Linked DNA regions of Mus musculus: all the other regions are linked to region 1. Evidence: chromatin contacts called from public Hi-C, HiChIP or PLAC-seq, capture Hi-C and promoter capture Hi-C data. All regions are on one chromosome and are shown on one strand. Each heading gives the region's core, a stretch centred on a gene start, on an enhancer-like site or on the middle of the called end of the contact. The rest is flanking DNA. Distances are from core to core; before and after follow the strand shown.

Region 1 (2,550 bases), core at 32-2,531:
CCGAAGACATCTGAGGAAGATAGGTTAAATAAAGATGTGGGAAGGAGTGGTGAGTTACCGTGGCCAGAGTCACTGTGAGCTATTAAGAACATCTGTGCCTCCCCCAGTTGGTATTAGCTACTAACAGGGGGTAAGACACATAAAGAGAACCTATGACCCACAGCTTAAGGCCTCACTTTGACATGTCCTGGCTCTCAGGCTACTCTACCACAGAAGGAAACTGGAAAGGAGAAGTCAAATACATTTATGAGCAATGAGGAAGCAGTGAGGTCCGATGGTCTCATCTTGCCTGATTCTCCAGGTCTCAGTTCATCTCTCCCATCAGCCCCTCATGCTCATGTTTAAGAGCAAAATAACTTACTATTCTTGTACTGTCGATTACTAATCAGGAAAGCTGCTAACTTAAAGTAGGAGGCTGGAGACAGGCAATGAATGCTGGGCATATCCAATACCTGATGACAGGACTGACTTATGGCATCCATAGGTGAGAGATCCATGGACACTGCAGTAATATGACAGCCCCTGTGAGACCCCTGTCTGTCACATGACACAGAGTCTATACTACTTAGTCAGAGACTAGACTAAGCCATCCATCAATATTAACTTCCTTGGGCAAGTCACTGATTGTTGTGATATTGTTTCCCAATGTTAAATAATTAAGGGGTTAACACAGTAGATCCAAAGCTCCCTCTGTAACACTCTGGGATCCCCACAGACATACAAAGTTACACCAGCTGAAGTCATGTTTGCATTTGACTCCTAAAAGCACTTGGCTCAGCACCAGTGTTCATTGGTGGTTAAATCCTGTCCCCTTACATTTCCCATGGGCATTTGTGTCCCTGTGAGGCCATACAAAGGCACACTTTGTCCTCATCTTCCGTGGGTCGCCTTCAGGTTAGCACACTGGGGCAGCCACCCTTTAGAATGGGCTGTGTAGATCATCAAGGGCATACTAGGGCCCAGGGTCCTAGATATGTGCTCAATCATGCTCCCCGAGTGCAGGCCATTTCCTTGTTCCCATCCTCAGATGTTCATTGTCAACCACTGCACACAGTCCTTAGGGCCATCAAGAGTTCAGCATCTATTAGTAAAGACCTCCCTTAACAAGGACTAAGTGCTATGTAGACTTCTTTTCCATACTTCCCTGTGCTCCCAACCCCTCACAAAACCCCCAGCTCAGAGCACCCACCTTTACTGGTTCCTGGTTACGGCTTTTCACATCTACACCAGGCGCCCCCTCCAGCGGCTGCCACTTCAGGGTAAGTAACAGAGCAGCTGCTCCAGTTCCGTTTTCAGGTTTTCTGTCATTTCCTGCCACACTGTCCTCACAGCTACTTCCTGAAGTTTGAGTCAGTTCCTTATACTTTGAGTACTTAGAAGGGTTAAGTGTTTCTGTGTCTAGTATTTTGCAAAGTTTTTCAGGTCACGGGAAAGTTATAAAAATGACCGTGGAGACACATCCCTTATCAGTTAAGACACAATAAGAATGCTGCAGGACTGCTCTGTGTCCTACGAAGGACAGTTGCATCTAAGTAAAAGAATTCAGAACAAGGCAGGTGTGGTAGTGAACTTCTGTGATCCCAGCACTTAGGGGTACCCTGGGCTACAACATTGTTGTAGAAGCCTGGTCTGAGGAAGGAAAAATGTGTGTGTGTGTAGTCTGCAGCAATCAAAAAAAAAAAAAAAAGGCTTAGTGGAAAAATGATCTGTATGTTAATTTTGAAGGGAAGTCTTAAAAACAATTTCTCCTCCTTGCTTTCTGCAGTACCTGAGACTCACACATAACTCACGAGGAAGGGAGAAGGCAGAACGTGGAGGGAGAAAACTCCCTAGCTTGATGGGAGGCTGTGTGGAGTCTGAGCTCACTTACAGAGTTCTGACTACTGGCCTTCTCTAAGCTGGTGAATTGAACTCTGACATACTCTACACTGTCAACATCTGCAGCCCTCCCCTTCTAGCTTCAAGTCAAGACATGCTCAGGTGACTTGTTGAGCCAATGAAATAGACCCTTTCTGATGTGAAGGCCACTGAGAACTTTGCTATGCTTTTACTGGCTGCCTTTCAAATAACCACCTCCCTGCTTCCACCCTCCATTCCTCACCCACCCCCGTCCCAAGCATGGCTCCTCTGGCAGCCTGGAGCACTGACAGGCAATAAAGATAATGAAAATAAAGTTCCAAGGATCTCTGGTTGAAAAATAATCCTACTAAGAACTTGCTTTTGCATCTGAGCCTGGCTCTCCTTATCCCAGTCATCTGTGGACTCTGACTTGCCTGGCTTACAGAGAATGAACCCACAAGGGTCCCAGGTTGGTGAAACTAGACAGAAGGGAACATTCTGTACCAACAGAAAGCATCTAAAGTCACTTCCCAGGGGATTGATTCTAGACTTGGAGCACTTTATTTGTTCTAATAAGGCTATTTATAGTTGAGGAATATGTAGAAAGGGGTAGCCTTAAATTAGGGCTAGACATTGTACCTCACCACACAGCAATGCACAGAACCATAGAACTTCAGCGATGACACCAAGGAAACCCACTTCCCCCTCACA
Region 2 (2,550 bases), core at 37-2,536, 1.6 Mb before region 1:
AGCTAGACAGTCAACACATTCATTTTGTTGGGCTTTCAGGCCCTGGGACCCTAATCCCAGTGACCACCTCTGAAAAATAGACCAAGCAGGCATCAAGCTAGAGCTAGGAATTGGGGTCTGAATAATTCACTCAACATTTAATTACTTCAGGCAAGTGGATCACTGAGATGGAGGCCTGCCTGGTCTTCAGAGCTAATTATGTGACAGCCAGGGCTACACAAGAGAAACCCTATCTTGGACCCTCCTTCCCTCCAAAGAAGATAATTACTTAACATCTACTTCATGGTATAGACTGATTGGTGATTCCTAAGTCCAAATCCAGAGATGAAAGCACAGCTTCAGTCCTCTTGATAGAGATCAGCAAATAGGCAATTATACCACTGCAGTAAATGCTAATGGGGGCTTCATTCACGGCACTTTCCTGAACCTCATCTGTAGAGATGTCCCACAGTCAACTCCCAAATCCTATTACTATATCCTCATGAAAGTTTGTAATCAATCACTTATTTAGGTACTCCGTGGAAGTGACTGTAGAGCACCACCAAGCTGTATATTCATTGTGGTACTTTAACTAGAAAAGAAAAATAGTAGGTGAAAGGGTTTGCAAAGACTATGAGATTTGTGGTAACGACCAATAACTAAATTACACAAAATGATTGGGAATATTTTTACCTTGGTAAACAAGTTTTTTGGTTTTGTCTTGTGTTGAAAGAAACAGGAAATAATAGTTTCAGTTATTAAATGATAATTCTAGATCTTTTGCCTTCTCGGAGCAGTAAGCATACGGATACTTGTAGTGGAGCCCACGTTATGGGGAAAAAAATGCCCACAGCTGATATTTCAAAAATAGTTTTTAAATCTTGGACCTTTTCGGGTGCGCCCTAAGGTTAGACTCTGCTCCGCCCAGGAAGCTCCTCCGGCCCGCCAGGGCGTGGCCTAGAAGCGCATCGCCTACCTCTTTCCCCACTGCGCTTGCAGTGATTAAAGTACTGTCCCCTTCTGCGTGGCCTTCTGCATCTTACATGAGCCATCTCACTTAAGCCCCTGAGCACTTCAAGCTGAGCAGGTCCAGAAGACCAGAGTTACGGGGCGCAAACGCCAAAGGACATCACTGAGATGAAACGAAACGGCCGCCAACTCACTTCCGGGGCTCGACTGATCCCTAACCCTGCGCTACCGAAAGAGCTCTCAGTTCCAGTTTCTACGTCCCGAGCCCCGCCCTCACCCCGCCTTTGCGCGACTAGGGGCGGGGCTTCCGGTCTCCTTTCCGAGAGCTTCCGGAAGTGAGCCGGCTGGGGACCGGATGTGAGGTTCAGTGTCCCCCAACGTGCCGCTAGTGGGCTGTACAGGTCACCCTCTCCCACGGTGCCCGCCGACCCTGGGGTGTCTGTCTCTCTGCGGGTAGGAGGGCGCCATGGGCGCGCCGCCGCCCGCTCCCCGCAGCCGCCTTTGCGGAGCCTGGGGTCCTTTCCCCCGAGTCTTTGCTGCCGGTGCGGTGGCTGCGGATTCCCCAGGCTTTGTGGAGGATCGGGAGCAGCGTTCAGGTGTCTCAGACCCCGGTTCCCTGGAATCCGGATGGGACCGCCTCCGGCAGCTGTTTGCCAAAGAGTAAAAATGTCTCGGGTGTGTGGGGAGGGATGCTCGGGGGACGGCCGCAGCCCGGGCGAGCTCCAGCGCGCGGTCCCTGCGACGCTGAAAGTTCTCTCTGCCCGGATAGTGTCCGACCTGGTTGACATGCAGCCTTCTGAGTCGGATTCACTCAGAGTCACACTCTTAAGACAGTATCGTTCTCGTGAAACCAGTACCCTAACTTTACATATTAGAAAAATTGGATTCATTCGATTATTGTCATGTAGTATCACTGGGAACTATATTGTGAAGTCTACACTAATATTGTTTTTTCGTATTTCGTTTGATTTTTCTTTGTCAGTAATGGCTTTATATACTCCAGAAGCTGGAAGGACAGAGAGAATTGTTAATTTATCATTATTATTTTGCACAAGAAAAAAAAAAAAAACAGTGACAACTGTTCTCCTCCTCCTCCTCTCCGCACCTTCCAGCAGCTCTGCCCCCTTGTTCCCACCTCCATTGTTAAGAACTACTTGTATGTGGGGGTCGGTATTTGGGTATGGGCAGTAGAGTGCACATGCCCTCAGCCAGAGGTGTCAGATTCTCCTGGATCTGGAGTTACCTGGAGTCACAGTTACAGGGGTTCTAAGAACTGAACCCGGATCCTTTGTAAAACTAGTACACGATCTTAGCTGCCAAGCCATCCCTCTAGTCCCCCAACTCTCCTTTTTGAGACAAGAGTTTTGCTGTGCTTGTAGACCAAGCTGGCCTGAAACTCAAAGCTACAATCCATTCTCAACCTCCCAGATTTTGGGATTACAGCCGGGTCTTCTGGGATTCTGGGCCGAGCCTCTCTTTTTTTTTTTTTTTTTTTTCCCTGATGGGGGTTGGTCATCTGCCACAGATGTTACACGCCCAGCTCCATCTCCCTTTGCAGAAGATACTAAAATAAACTATGTGAGGAGTAAATGATTAATCCTG
Region 3 (2,550 bases), core at 22-2,521, 1.5 Mb before region 1:
CATTTGGAGTCACATTAGTAGTTGATAAAGCCAGTTTTTAAGAAAGGATATAAAATTCTATTTAAAAAATGACCCCATTGTTTTAAAATCATATGCATACCATAAAGACTGATATATGTATCAGGGGTAACATCTAGTTTCTATTTTTCTCTAAAATATCTTTAGATATAATATAGAAAAAATATTCTAAAAGATATAAACTAGGTGTGGTGTTGTAAGACTGAAATTCTAGCATTCTAAAGGTAGAGGCAGGAGGATCACGAGTTTGAGACCAGCCTAGTCTCAAAAAATAAATCAAAATTTAATTTTCCTTCATTCCTCTCTTTACTCGGAAAGCTTCTTGTTCCTCTTCTAATTATTTGCAATTTGATGCTTACCCTTCCAAGCAACACACACACATTTATTAAATATATTAACTTTCCTATGACTTATCAATTTATTTTTGCTTAATAAAAGTCCCTAAACTCCACGTGAACACCTCCTTTATTATTGTGATTAATAGATTTATTTACACAAGAATAGAGTCACCAACGCCAAAATTAATAGATGTTAAATGTTCAGTTCAAGTTTCCTTCCCAGATAAGTCTTTCCTTTTTTTCTGTTTTGAAGACATAGAAGAGGGGATGTGAGTTCTTGGGAGTAGGTCTGAAATTTTTGAGCAGACATGTTCTGATCTTAAGTCTAAGGAGTCAAAGCAGGATCTTTGATGTGCGTCAGGGTCACTGTATAGAAGCAGATACTCCATTTAAGCACAAGGCCCGATTTGTGCCTTTCCGGAGACGAGGCTGTACCGAGCTGGGTCGAGGGTACGGGGGAGTGTTCACTGGCACACGTTTATTCTCGGAACCTGACATCTGGGCTCAACGCCGCCATTGCCACCTTAGGGTTTTAACAAATCCAGAGTCATAATTTAGGGGAAAGAACCTTAAGAGTTCCCCTCTAAGCTCCCGTTTGAAACCCTTCTGTGGAGAGCACGCAGAACCACGGCTGAACGGACTAGGGTTAGAATCGGTGAGCCCAAGCCGCTCTGGGCGGTGGGTACCAGGCTCTGGGAGTCCAACGGTCCGCGGGGCAGAACCCTGGCAGGGCAGAACCCTGGCAGGGCGAGCACGAGGCTGGCCGGACACCACTCCACTCGGCCCACACGCAGCGCGGAGCGGTTCCCGAGCTGATGCGCAAGGCTTGGGCGCCCCCAGCACCGCCCCTTCCTCCTTCCGTCCAGTGCGGAGGACGCGGGAGGACGCAGCTCCGCCGGAAGCCGCTGTGCGCCAGCGACCCGCCCGGCCCGCGGCTCCGCCCCTGTTCGGCTTTTGGCTTGGGTGCCCACAGCAGGACTCCTGCGCCCGGTACCCCGCCTCCAGCTCGGGCAATCCTGCCCTCGGCTCTGGACCACCCCGATCCCGCCCCACGCTCTCAGCTCCGCCTCAGCAGGTACAGCCAGGAGTCCCCGAGCCACTCTCCTCTTACTGACCTTAGTACCCGCTCGGTCCCGCTCTCACCTCCAGACTGGTGCTAGGCCAGTGTCCTCAAAGTGGCCACCAAGACTTTCCTGAGTGCATCGCGGCCTCCCCTCCCCTCATCCCCTCTCCCTATTCCTCTTTCTACCCAGGCCAGGAAACCAATGGGAAATCCCGAAGTGTACTTCGGCTTTGATTGTATAGTTTGATGGCTTTGTCACCTGTGCCCGTTTAGAGTGGGTTAAGGAATAATGACTTCTGAAGGGTGGGTCTGGGCCAGGATGGATGCATGTGCCAAGGTGAAAAGGAATTTCAAAGAGAAAAGATACTGGCTACTTCCTCCGTAGGTTCCCACACTCTTCCATGGAGAGCTCAAAAAGGGAACCTGGAGCATTGGGAGGAGAAGGTGGGGGCGTTAGTCCTTAGTTCTCAGAGGTTAACAAAGCTAGGGCTTCGAAAACCTGGGCCAAAACAGGACCTCGGAGAACGAGGCCTTCCTCCCCCACAGATGGGAAACAGATGGGAAACTCCAGCGTGAGAGGATTGTTAGTGGTCACAGAGCTAACACAAGAGACTACAGAACTCTAGTTCCTAGCCGTTATTTATACATAAAACACACACACACAACACCACACACACACAACACACACACACACACACACACACACACACACACACATGTAATCAGGATCAAGCATGGAAAAGCCAGATCTTTACCCTTAACTGCTTCTCCAGGTCTCTGCTGGCCTGTGCCCTAGACCTGAGCAGTGTGACTAGATGGATGGTGGAGGTACCTGGGCTTGAACTAAACCTAAAATGGCGGTTAGAGGAAGAAAGACAGGTGGATGGGAAGAGCTTGGGCTGAGGGCAGGGGTGAGCTAGGTCTTTTTGCCCCTAAGAGTGTTTGCCCCTGTTCATGGGGAGGCTGGGTGCGTGGAGGGGGCAGACAGTGGAACACTGAATCACCACACGGAATGGGTGTCATGGAGCCCTGGCCTGAGTAGAGTAGAAAATGTGTACACCGGGAAGCCAGGGCTTTAGCAAGGATTTCATTTGTGGTGGGAATAGCATTTGCAGCCCGGCACTATAGAAC
Region 4 (2,550 bases), core at 17-2,516, 1.4 Mb after region 1:
ACTCAGAAATCCGCCTGCCTCTACCTCCCGAGTGCTGGGATTAAAGGCGTGCACCACCCTACCCATATGTAGGAGTACCACAATCATATCTTGTGCCCTTGGAGATCAGATACCCTGGAATTGGGGTTACAGGATGGTTGTTAGTTGCTATGTGGGAGCCAACAGCAGCAAGTGCTCCTAAATAATGTACCCATTGTCCAGCTCCCATTTTACATTTTTTGTTCAGGTAATTAGCATTCATTTAACATCAATTAACTATTTAAATGATACAGTTTGGTGGCATTTAATACATTCATAATGCTGTGCTGCTTCCCCTTTTATCTAGCTCTGAAAGATTTTCATCCTCATCAATGGATTTCTGAACTGAAATTCCTTTCCTCCATTCCCCAGGTCAGAGTAATCTGTTTACACAAAATGCAAACAAACAAACCAAAAAAAAAAAAACAAAACCAAAACCATTTTTTCCAATTTTTGTATATTTTATATAAATGCAATCATACAATATACAACATTTTGCATTTGGCTTTTTAAGAATCAGCATCATATATTTTTGATATTTGTTAACATGGTTGTGTGAATTTCTTTTTATTGGATGAATAGTATTCCGTTGTACCGGTGTATATCACATTTTCTGTATTTGTCTTTTGAGGATATTTAGACTCACTCTTTCTTTCTTTCTTTCTTTCTTTCTTTCTTTCTTCCTTTCTTTCTTCTTTGACTATCATAAACAGCGCTGCTAGGAACATTGGTGTGCTAGTACTACTTGAACACACTTTTCGATTCTTTTGAGTATATGGTTAAGGAGTAAGGGGATAGTGTGGTGATCTATACTTAATATTTTTTGGGCTCTCTAAATTGTTTTCCCGACACCTCAATAATGTTTTGTCAAGGGGAAAAAAAAAGCCTCGGGAGCAGATGGCATTTTCCATCCTCCACAGGCCATCATAGACTTTACAATTAGTACCTACAGTCAAATGACTGGAATTCTCTGGGTTGCCTGCTAATCCTCGGGGTGGGGAAACTAACTTCTGGGGGCAGAGTGAGTTGTTGGTTCTGATTCTGCGGGCACAGAGCAAGGCTCCTTAGTGAACAACTGTCCCTACTCCCCAGCCTCCCTGCCCCCCATCCTCACAGCTGCTACTCTGCGTCCTCAGGCAAAGTCCGAGGCAGAGGCATCCCGAGCTTCTCGTGAACTACAACTCCCGGCAGGCTCCTTCCCGGGCCGCCTCTCCTAGCCTGGTGCGCATGCTTTGGCAGACGTGGCACCGGGAACTCGGAGGCGGGGAGCGGCTGTGAAGTGGCCGTAGCTGTTGGCCGAGGTGGAGCTGGCAGGCGTGCGCGGGAGCCGGGTGCAGACGGCAGGAGGCGGCGGGGATGGCGCGGGCGTGGGGGCTGCTACTGGCGATTGGGGTGAGGCTGTGGGCCGGCGACACGTGCGTCCCGCATGGCCGTGGGAGCGCGCGGTCCGGGTTGGTTGGGGGCGTGCTCGCCGGGTGGCAATAGGGTCTTTGGTCCTCTGCTCTCCACTGGGGCCGGGCCGGGTGATCCCTCTCTCCGGGTTCGCGCTCCCGCACAACTTTGCGGGGACGCAGGTCTGGGATGTCCTTAGCCTAAGCAGGACTCCCCGGGCGGTGCTTGCACCTGTGTGAGTGTGGGGTGGAGGCTGCCTTCCACTTGCGCAGCAGGAACACTTGCTCGTGGGTTGGACCCCCGGAGAAAGGGCGCGTGACGGGTTGGGTGGGGTCACCACCTCCAAGAGTTCTGCTCCCACGGTGATGCCGGCTCCAGCCCCGGCCACTTTCGAGCTGTGTGTGTGGCGCCCTGGATCTGTAAACGTGTCTGCGTTCCTTCTATGAGATGGGAAACCGTAAAGATACCCGCTAAGGAGGTTGTCAGACGGGTCGGCTGAGGAGTCGGTGGAACCAGCTCCGGAGACTGCAAAATGATACCGGAGTGATACAGAAGTGGAGGAGGGGTGAACCGTGGTGCAGACTATGTGGGGATGGGAGGACTTTCCCGAACAAGCATCCCCCGAGAAGAAGTGGGGACTGGGGACGGGTTTGCCCCTGGGGCTGAGGTGTGGTTGTGGGTGTGTGACAGGATGTAGTTGCCTTCTTCCACATCTCTCTCGTAACTTCTTGTCTCCCTTGTGTTGGGTCCATCTCCTTATGGCCACCGCCACTATCACCAAGTTCGGAAGACTTACTTGCCCCTACCACTCCACTGTTTTCCCTTTGGGTGTGGCAAGGATGCTGGGCAGATGGGGGGGGGTGTGGTGGAAAGGGAGGGGTGATTAGATCTAAACGCTTGAACTCCGCAGTGCCCTGTCCTTTGGGATCACCAGTTAAAGGAGTGACATCGAGTTTTCTGTTATGTGGAAGAAGGTGTCAAAGGAAGCTCCCTGTTCCCAGTTCTGCATCCTCCGTCTAGGAGAGATCTAGTAGGTTACCGCGAAGCTTTGGGGTGCTGGTGGTGTGCCATGATGTTTGACATAAGTTTCCTGGAGCCAGTTGGGCTGACTCCCATCAGGATGTCAGTCCTTGAACTCTG
Region 5 (2,550 bases), core at 38-2,537, 1.4 Mb before region 1:
TTCAAGAACCTTGGTATCAGATCGATCTTTAAATTCTCCATTTATAGGTAGTGATAATAATAACTGGTTACACTCTTATTACCTTACAATACCAAGGAATACTTTGTTTTGTGTATTTTTCTATTTTTATTTTGAGACATGGTCTCACTCGGATGTTCAGGCTAGACTTAAAACTGTTTCAGTCTCTCCGGTAATGAAATCACACCATGAGAATCCATATTTGTTTCTCCGAGTATTTTTCTGCTTTGATGGGAGAAGATGGAGATGCATAGCCACACTGAGGACTTCAGTATCTGCCCCAGAACCCAGGCTACATAAAAGGGAGGAGACCAAACAAAACCTTTTGTGACTTGATGATAAAGTCGATGAACATTAATATCACCTCTGTCCTGTAGACAAGTTTTACAATTTGTTTTTATGTGTATAGGTGTTTTGCCTGCACACCATGTGTGTGCAGTGCCCGCAATAGCTAGAAGGGGGTGTCAGATTATTCTGGGGTTGGAATTACACAAGATTGTTAACAGTCGTGTGGGTGCTGGGAATCGAAACTAGGCCCTCTGGAAGGTCAACCAGGGCTTTTATCCACTTAGCCATCTCTCCAGCTCCAGACAGGTTGACTTTTAACTTCTTGGAAAGGGTATCCCTTCAGAAATGTATCCTGTGTTCTACTATTCACACGTTTCGACCAAAAAAAAAAAAAATTACTAAAGATTACCTGAAAAATTTACACCTAGGTCTTAGTAAATCTATCACAGCTGGTGGTATAGTATTGGCTGGTAACAAATCTCCACATATTTTAAATGCCTTTAAATCAAGAAGCATCTTTACGCACTTCTATTTATCTGGGTCTTATCCCTAAGAAGACTAAAATGCAATCGTAGTAAGGAATGAAGGACGAGAACCTTGGGATCAATGTAACCTCTTGCCCTCTCCGTTGACCCCTAACTGAGACTGGGGTGCGGGATCAGGGAGCAGAGAGGACAGCGGAACTATGGGTCCCTGCATCTCCAGAGTCCCAGAGAGCAGAGTGGAGCCGAGCTGCTAAAGCCCGGGCTTCCCTCCCGGGCTACGCACTGACCACGCATCACGCGCCTTCTTGGTTTCCGGGCAGGCACAGCAGGGCTTCAGTGGCTTCTTCTCCTGAGCCTCGGGCGGGGCAGGGCTAGCGGCCGCCAGTCCCGGCATCTTTCCAGGCGAAAGCAACTATGAGCGCACACGCGCAAAGCTCCCAAACTCCGACTACCCTGAGCCGTCTGTCTCCACTTCCGCAGTCAATCGAAGGGGGACAGGAAGTCCCGCCTCTCCGGACGGAAGTAAGTCTAAGAAGCGCGTGCGCAAAAGAAGTGGTACAAGGCCTCGCTCCAAGGGCGTGGCGTCAGCGCTGGCGCAAAGGTTAAAAGGTCACCCAGAATGGTTTTTGTTTTTGTTTTGTTTTTGAGATTGTAATTTAATTACATCATTTTCCCTTTCCCTTTCCTTTCTACAAATCCTTACATATACATACCCATTCCCCACTATCCTTCAAATTCATGGCCTTTTCCTCCCTAATTGTTATTGCATGCTTATATGTATACATGCATACATATATTCCTATATGACCCATTCAGTCCAGTATAATGCTAACTGTATTCGTATTTTCAGGGCTGACCTTTTGGTACTGGACAAGCAGTAGCAGATCCGGGTTCCACCCTGGGATATTTTATGGTCTTTCTTCCTTCCTGCTTTGTAGACATTCTGCAGATACAGATACAAAGGCCCCCTACCTCCTATTTCTCTCCGGCATATATGCTAAATTTTCAGATAATATATCATGACACAGTAGTCATGAAAGAAGATAAGATTTTTTTCTACTTTCAACAACTGTGATGGGCTGTCTCTGTCTCTCTGTCTCTGTTTCTCTCTCTCTCTCTCTCTCTCTCTCTCTCTCTCTCTCTCTGTGTGTGTGTGTGTGTGTGTGTGTGTGTGTGTGTGTGTGTTTTGGATAAGTAAATGACATGGTAACTGATACTGAAAGTGTAACCCCCTCAGTAGAGCTCCATTGCTTCAAATCAACCATTCTAATTGTATTCAAGTTCACTAAGATGTACAGCATTGAGTGGCTTCCTTAAACTAGCTGTAGGTCAGGAAAAAAGTGGTTTGTAGTTATTTATTGTATGTATCTGAGTACACTGTAGCTGTCTTCAGACACACCAGAAGAGGGCATCAGATCTCATCACAGATAGTCATGAGCCACCATGTAATTGCTGGGAATTGAACTCAGAATCTCCAGAAGAGCAGCCAATACTCTTAACCAGTGAGCCATTTCTTCACACACACCCAAAAAAGTGGTTTTAATTTTAATATAAATATTTATAGACAAAGTCTCTAGCCTAAGCTGGCCTTGAATGATCTGTGGATGACCCTGAACTGATTATTAAATGTTGGAATTACAAGTGTGTGCCATCCTTTCCTGGTATATAAGGACTTCCTGCATGTTAGGCAAATAGTCTACAAACTGGGTTACATACCCTCAGCTCCTAAACTGGTTTTATTAATTGTGCAATCAGATAT
Region 6 (2,550 bases), core at 26-2,525, 1.2 Mb after region 1:
GTTATTTCCACAAAGCGCTTAACATCTAGTAGAATATGCAAGGGTTAGAGATATTTGGAACCTGCAAGATGGGTACAAGTATGATGGAAAGGGAATCGACCAGTCAAGAACGTACGAAACCCACATTTTATGGCTAATTAAAAATGTTTAAGAATGTACAAACAGAAGAGATGCTTAGAGACCTCAACAGACCCAGTGGGCATTTTCTCCAGGCTCCGCCCCACAGTTACCTGGCAACAGCCAGGTGTCTGACTCATGGTAAAAGGGGCTGATTGCCCCTCCTCTTTCTCTTGCTCTCTTGCCCTTGCTCCTTAACCTTTCTCCATTCCCCTCCCCCCTCCACGTGCTCATGGCCGGCCTCTACTCCTCTTCTCTCTCTGCCTTTACTCGCTCAACTCCGCTCCCATACCCTGAAGAAACTCTATTCTCTACTATACCTTTGTGTGGCTGGTCCCTCAAGGGGAAGGGATGCCTCAGCATGGGCCCGCGGAGCGGAGGCACCCCCTTCCCCAACACCTGACTACACATCCACCAAACATATTCTCCTTATTTTTATAAAACACAACAGACCCCAAATTAAATTTTTGTGTAGGTCACGGTTTTTGGAGCTTGGATTTTAGTGGAGGTTCTAAGTCCAATACAAATTATTAAAGAATCTTACGTGTCACTTTTGCTGTTGAATGGTGGATAAGAGAGGCATAAAATAGGATACAGGACACATTATCAGGAAGATAAATTGGTTTTTTAAAAAATGAGAGAATGATTTGGGACAGGAGAGATGGACTGTCAAGTAAAAACCCCTGGTGCACAAGTCTGGCGAACTCCCCAGAGACCTCCATAAAAAGTTATGGTCGCATACACCTGGAATCCCAACAGAGACAAGAGAATTGCCACAAAATTCCCTCAGAGGCCAGCGATCCTGGAGTCCTCAGAGGAACTTCTTACTCCACAGTGGTACTTGTCCCGATAGATCAGAAAACTGATCCGCACGACGTTAAGAAGCCACATGCTCTAAAAAGTCACTTTCTCCCAGGCCTAACACGCCGCGGGCGAGACTTGGGATGGAGCCGCGCCCATCCGCACCGCTCGGAGGCACTTCGGCGTCCCTGGCTCGCACCTACCTTCCTCCCCCACAGTTCTCTCGCCCAGGGTCGGGGGCGCGATGCCCTCGCAGCCTGCTGCCATGGTTATCGCGCCGAGGATGGAGAGAGCGCCAGGTGAGAGGGCTCACCGGGATCTGCGGCTTCCACACAGGAAGGATCCTCCGCCTCTGCCGGAACCGGCGCCGCCGCGGTCACGTGACGGCGCTGGGCGTGGCCACGCCGGTTTGTTTTGCTCTTTGGAAGCTGAAAGGCGGCGAGCACGTGGGCTGGGCTGTGGCTCCTTTCTTCCACCCTTAGCGTCTGCTGTTTCTCTTCCTTCTCTAGTCGGATCCTCCATCTTCGCCTTGGCTTTCTCTCAGTCGGACTCGCGATTTAGGAGACCCCGGGGCTGGCGTGCCTACTCTTCCACCTTGTTGGTTCCCTTGGCATCAGTGCCATTCCAGCTGGTTTTCGTGACTGCCTGGGAATACGAACCCCTTGAAGGCGTTCCCTGTGACTCATTTGCTGAGCCAGATATGTCAGCAAATGACTAGTTTTCAAGGACACAGGCAGCTGTCAGAGTTCTGGATTTGTGCATTTGAACAAATGAATGTCTATGTCTATGTGGTCAAGAGATGCACAATCTCCAGCTTTTGCCGTTTATTTAGTCTGGCTAACATACCAAGAGAGAGATCTAGGTCACTGTCTTCCAACTTTAACACAATCCATATTATTTACCCGTTTGCATGACAAACAAAATGGGTAGAAAAAACTCTTTATATGTATGAAGGAAAATTGGCTAGTTTATAATCTCACTGGATGCGTAAGACACATACAAAACCAAATGGTCTTCATGAAACAATACCCTGAGACCTTCCTAAACTTCAGTATCCTGCCGTCTATAATTTCTGCAGTTAGAAACCCAATAAAAACAAAAGTAAGCCTAATATAGACCCAAGCATTGGGATAAGTGACCCGAGGTCAGCGAGTTGTTTATTAGGCACGTGATGTAAACTTGGGCACTTCCTCCAAGCAACCCGCGAGTGACTGACTCAGCCTACTTCGCTCCAGTCTCCCAGCCGGCCGCGATCTTCTACCCTTTCCACTCGTAGGGTCCCGGGCTTCTCCCCGGGGCATTCCTGGGTTCCCAGCGAGCAGGGTGGACCCCGCCTCGCCTCCTCCCCTCGGGCTCGGGCGGCGCAGGCGCAGCAGACGCGCCCGGGAGGCCGAGGACTAGAGCAGCTCCGGCTCCGGCTCCCGCTCCACCCGCCCAGTCAGCTCCCGGCTGGTCTGCGGCCACCGGGACGCGTCGGGCAGGGCCGGCGGGCGGCGTCGCCATGGGCTCGGGTTGGAGCAGCGAGGAGGAGGAGCGGCAGCCGCTGCTGGGGCCGGGGCTCGGGCCTGCGCCGGGGGCTGCGCGCAGGGGCCGGGAGGCGACGGCCGTGCTGCCTGCGGCGGGCCCGAACCC
Region 7 (2,550 bases), core at 36-2,535, 1.1 Mb after region 1:
AAAAAAAAAAAAAAGGGGGGGGGGAGGGGGGAAGCTCTGAGTGCTGCCTCGGCTTCCTTCCTTTTTTTCAGACCTCGGTCCTCTTCAGACTCCCCATCGTCCCTGTTCTCCATCAGATAGTGTTACCAGGGGCCCCGAGGGGGTCACCATACTCTAGCCCTGGACCGGCAAAGCCTGCTTTAATGCGTATCCCAAATATTCGCTCATCACGCGTTAAGGATATACAGATTCCCAGTCTCTTCTTATCCCGGTCACAGTAGGCGCACCTCACTCCTGTTGCTTGGACCACTCCTGGATGAACTGTTCATATCTTTCGGCCAATCTTGTCTCCAAAGGCAGCTTAGAGGCCATCACGTTCTTCCTAGGAGGGGGAATGGGGGAGGCGGGTGTCGGAGCCCCAAGAGCCCTAGACCAGTAGCGGGACCAGAGCCCTCTCCTGAGCACCCAGGTCAGCCTGGCTTTCTCTCACTCCTGTCGAACTCAGCCACCATGCAGCAGCCTAAGTTATTTTGTGTAAGTGAACCACAAAGCCCCAGAGACCCACCATCTAAGGTCATTTCTTAGTAGTTCTTAGGCTCTCGGGTAGCACGTCCCTTGCCCAGAAGTGCTACCTGATCTTTCCATAATTGGGCTGGGAGCCCATGCTCTTCTGCTCCAACACCTGTGTATTTCTCCCTAGAGTTGTCGACCGTCTCCTGTGTCCCCATACCTGTGTCCCTCCGTTGAACACCCAGAAAGCATGGACGCCAGCACGCGTTCCTCAATACTGGGAGTTTGTAAACACAAAGTATGCACAGATGAGAAAACAGAATTCTGAAGCAGGAAAGTCAGGTCAGATGCCCTCGGGTGGTCCCCCAAGTGAGCAGGGAGCATCCTGAGAGGATCGTTTTCCTTCTCTTATACAGCGTGGGTTTTCAGGTATGCAGAAACTATCCTAGTGATGGAGCAGGGCTCAGCTGTAGCTCAGGTGGAGTGCGGGCGGGGCCCAGCTCTGGAGCTGCTAAGGAGGTGGCCTGGAGGCTAGAGCTCGGGTGGAGGATTGACTGGCTTCTGTTGAGAGCAGGAGAACAAAGTGCCTGGGGGTGGGTGGGTGGTAGCTCTGTGTGTGTGTGTGTGTGTGTGTGTGTTGTTGTTGTTGTTGTTGTTGTTGTTGTTGTTGTTGCACTATTCCAATCCTGGGATAGCGAGGTGAAGATAGAAACTAAGGACGGGGAGGGATTTCCAGGAAATGAAAGCGAAAGAAGTTATCTCAATGTTAAAACTCTGAGCAGTTTTGGACGACCCAGCAGTCGCCGCTTCCTAGTTCAGTCAGGATGGCAGCGTCGGGTTCCTTCCCGCTGCTGGTCGAGGGCTCTTGGGGCCCCGACCCCCCAAAGAACTTGATCAACAAGTTGCAAGTGTACTTCCAGAGCCGGAAGAAATCCGGAGGAGGGGAGTGCGAGGTCGTCCCGGAGCCGGGGAACCCAGCACGCTTCCGGGTGCTCTTCTCCCCGGAGGATGGTGAGGGGCGCGAAGGTCGGGGAGGGTCGCCTCGCGCGGGGTTTGGGACCATGGGTGCCAGGTCTAGCCCTCGGCTGCAGCTCGTTCGGTGCGGGAGATCCTGGAGGCAGAATCTGCGTGGCGAGCGCAACCGGGAGTGGCGTTCCCCTTGCTTTCCCAGTCGCTCCCTGAAGCAATCTGTGGACCTTCCCGTGTTCGTTTGTTTGTTGTTTGGTTGTGAGCCTAGCCTTTCACGGCTGAGCCATCTCTCCAGCCCTTGTTTGTTGTTTTAACTGTCCTGTTTTTATTATTCAGGTGGGGCAGGAAAAGAATTAAGAAACGGGAGGAGTCCAGGGTCCGCTAGCACCGCAGGGTTCTTAGGGAGATGAGCTTGAGAAGTGAAAAGCCCTAGAGCTCTTGTGCCTCAGTGGAGGAGGGAGGGACAGGGCAGGGGTGGGTAATGGGTGGTGGTGTCTTGTTCCTACCTCGTCCTTCAGCCCCAAGATGATCTGAGGTGGCTGTAAGCTTGGAACCCAGGTTGGGATAGGGACTGGGGGTGTTCCCTCATCTCTGGAAGGTTCCTGAACAGTTAAGCAGTTGAATGTTCCCCACCTCTATTGGCCTTCTGCAAAGGAGGCCCAGCCTTCATTTCTCGCTCAGGTGGGTGAATGGAAGTCCCAGATCTGTGACTTCTGGAAAGCCACCATGTGTTAATATCAGAGATTTTGCAGACCAGGGTCATCCTCAGAGTGCAGGATGGAGGGAACATTTGGGCCAGAGGAGAGGAAAGGAGGCTGAGGAGACCGGGCAGTGGGCAAGGTAACAGCCCAGCAAAGACCCAAGAAGGAAAAAAAAAAAAAAAAATGAAAACAAGAGAAAGGTGTAACACAGGGTTTCAGGAAGCCTGGGTAGGAGGGCACAAGAGACCTGCTTAGCTCTGATCCCTTCCGGAAAACACAGGTTTGATTTCACAAGGGAGCCCTCAATGGGCAGCTAGCTAGTAAAGTGAGAATCTCATTTTTCACTTTTCCTAGATCAGTGATTCTCAACCTTCCTAATGCTGCAGACCTT

What was found. A called contact is a pair of places that touch in the nucleus more often than the background predicts. HiChIP or PLAC-seq counts read pairs in DNA pulled down with a chosen protein or histone mark. Capture Hi-C pulls out chosen DNA fragments and counts their contacts.
Region 2: a promoter capture Hi-C map of adipose tissue shows a contact between it and region 1, with 2.2 times the contacts expected there. The contact joins the promoter of Timmdc1 here to the promoter of Hcls1 in region 1. A contact is called at or near these places in 1 of 39 promoter capture datasets (liver), 1 of 115 datasets of contacts at active chromatin or transcription factors (microglia) and 2 of 9 other capture datasets (adipose tissue and liver).
Region 3: a Hi-C map of B cells shows a contact between it and region 1, with 8 read pairs. The contact joins the promoter of Adprh here to the promoter of Hcls1 in region 1. A contact is called at or near these places in 2 of 39 promoter capture datasets (hippocampal neurons and liver), 1 of 484 Hi-C or Micro-C datasets (B cells), 2 of 115 datasets of contacts at active chromatin or transcription factors (bone marrow-derived dendritic cells and large pre-B cells) and 1 of 9 other capture datasets (liver).
Region 4: a contact with region 1 is called in an H3K27ac HiChIP or PLAC-seq map of differentiating embryonic stem cells, with 7 times the contacts expected there. The contact joins the promoter of Pdia5 here to the promoter of Hcls1 in region 1. A contact is called at or near these places in 2 of 39 promoter capture datasets (3T3-L1-derived adipocytes and hippocampal neurons) and 1 of 115 datasets of contacts at active chromatin or transcription factors (differentiating embryonic stem cells).
Region 5: a Hi-C map of B cells shows a contact between it and region 1, with 5 read pairs. The contact joins the promoter of Cox17 here to the promoter of Hcls1 in region 1. A contact is called at or near these places in 1 of 39 promoter capture datasets (liver), 1 of 484 Hi-C or Micro-C datasets (B cells) and 1 of 9 other capture datasets (adipose tissue).
Region 6: a Hi-C map of CD4 T cells shows a contact between it and region 1, with 3 times the contacts expected there. The contact joins the promoter of Hspbap1 here to the promoter of Hcls1 in region 1. A contact is called at or near these places in 3 of 39 promoter capture datasets (the C10 cell line, liver and pre-B cells), 1 of 484 Hi-C or Micro-C datasets (CD4 T cells), 2 of 115 datasets of contacts at active chromatin or transcription factors (T-cell acute lymphoblastic leukemia and thymic regulatory T cells) and 2 of 9 other capture datasets (adipose tissue and liver).
Region 7: a contact with region 1 is called in a capture Hi-C map of macrophages, with 4 times the contacts expected there. The contact joins the promoter of Parp14 here to the promoter of Hcls1 in region 1. A contact is called at or near these places in 4 of 39 promoter capture datasets (the C10 cell line, hippocampal neurons, liver and 1 more), 1 of 484 Hi-C or Micro-C datasets (B cells), 6 of 115 datasets of contacts at active chromatin or transcription factors (bone marrow-derived dendritic cells, large pre-B cells, memory CD8 T cells and 3 more) and 3 of 9 other capture datasets (adipose tissue, liver and macrophages).

What each region holds. Positions count from the first base shown.
Region 1 is chr16:36,933,714-36,936,263 of GRCm38.p6, reverse strand. It overlaps Hcls1 (hematopoietic cell specific Lyn substrate 1), which reads right to left and starts at 1,281. Exons shown (of 14, transcript NM_008225.2): 1 at 1,190-1,281.
Region 2 is chr16:38,521,399-38,523,948 of GRCm38.p6, reverse strand. It overlaps Timmdc1 (translocase of inner mitochondrial membrane domain containing 1), which reads left to right and starts at 1,286. Exons shown (of 7, transcript NM_024273.2): 1 at 1,286-1,608. The coding sequence starts at 1,415.
Region 3 is chr16:38,451,410-38,453,959 of GRCm38.p6, reverse strand. It overlaps Adprh (ADP-ribosylarginine hydrolase), which reads left to right and starts at 1,271. Exons shown (of 4, transcript NM_007414.3): 1 at 1,271-1,431.
Region 4 is chr16:35,489,589-35,492,138 of GRCm38.p6, reverse strand. Pdia5 (protein disulfide isomerase associated 5) reads left to right here and starts at 1,266. Exons shown (of 17, transcript NM_028295.1): 1 at 1,266-1,410. The coding sequence starts at 1,375.
Region 5 is chr16:38,345,736-38,348,285 of GRCm38.p6, reverse strand. It overlaps Cox17 (cytochrome c oxidase assembly protein 17, copper chaperone), which reads right to left and starts at 1,287. Exons shown (of 3, transcript NM_001017429.2): 1 at 1,079-1,287. The coding sequence starts at 1,185.
Region 6 is chr16:35,769,111-35,771,660 of GRCm38.p6, reverse strand. Hspbap1 (Hspb associated protein 1) reads right to left here and starts at 1,275. Exons shown (of 8, transcript NM_175111.3): 1 at 1,122-1,275. The coding sequence starts at 1,185. Slc49a4 (solute carrier family 49 member 4) reads left to right here and starts at 2,291. Exons shown (of 9, transcript NM_153550.4): 1 at 2,291-2,550. The coding sequence starts at 2,420.
Region 7 is chr16:35,870,117-35,872,666 of GRCm38.p6, reverse strand. It overlaps Parp14 (poly (ADP-ribose) polymerase family, member 14), which reads left to right and starts at 1,285. Exons shown (of 17, transcript NM_001039530.3): 1 at 1,285-1,500. The coding sequence starts at 1,314.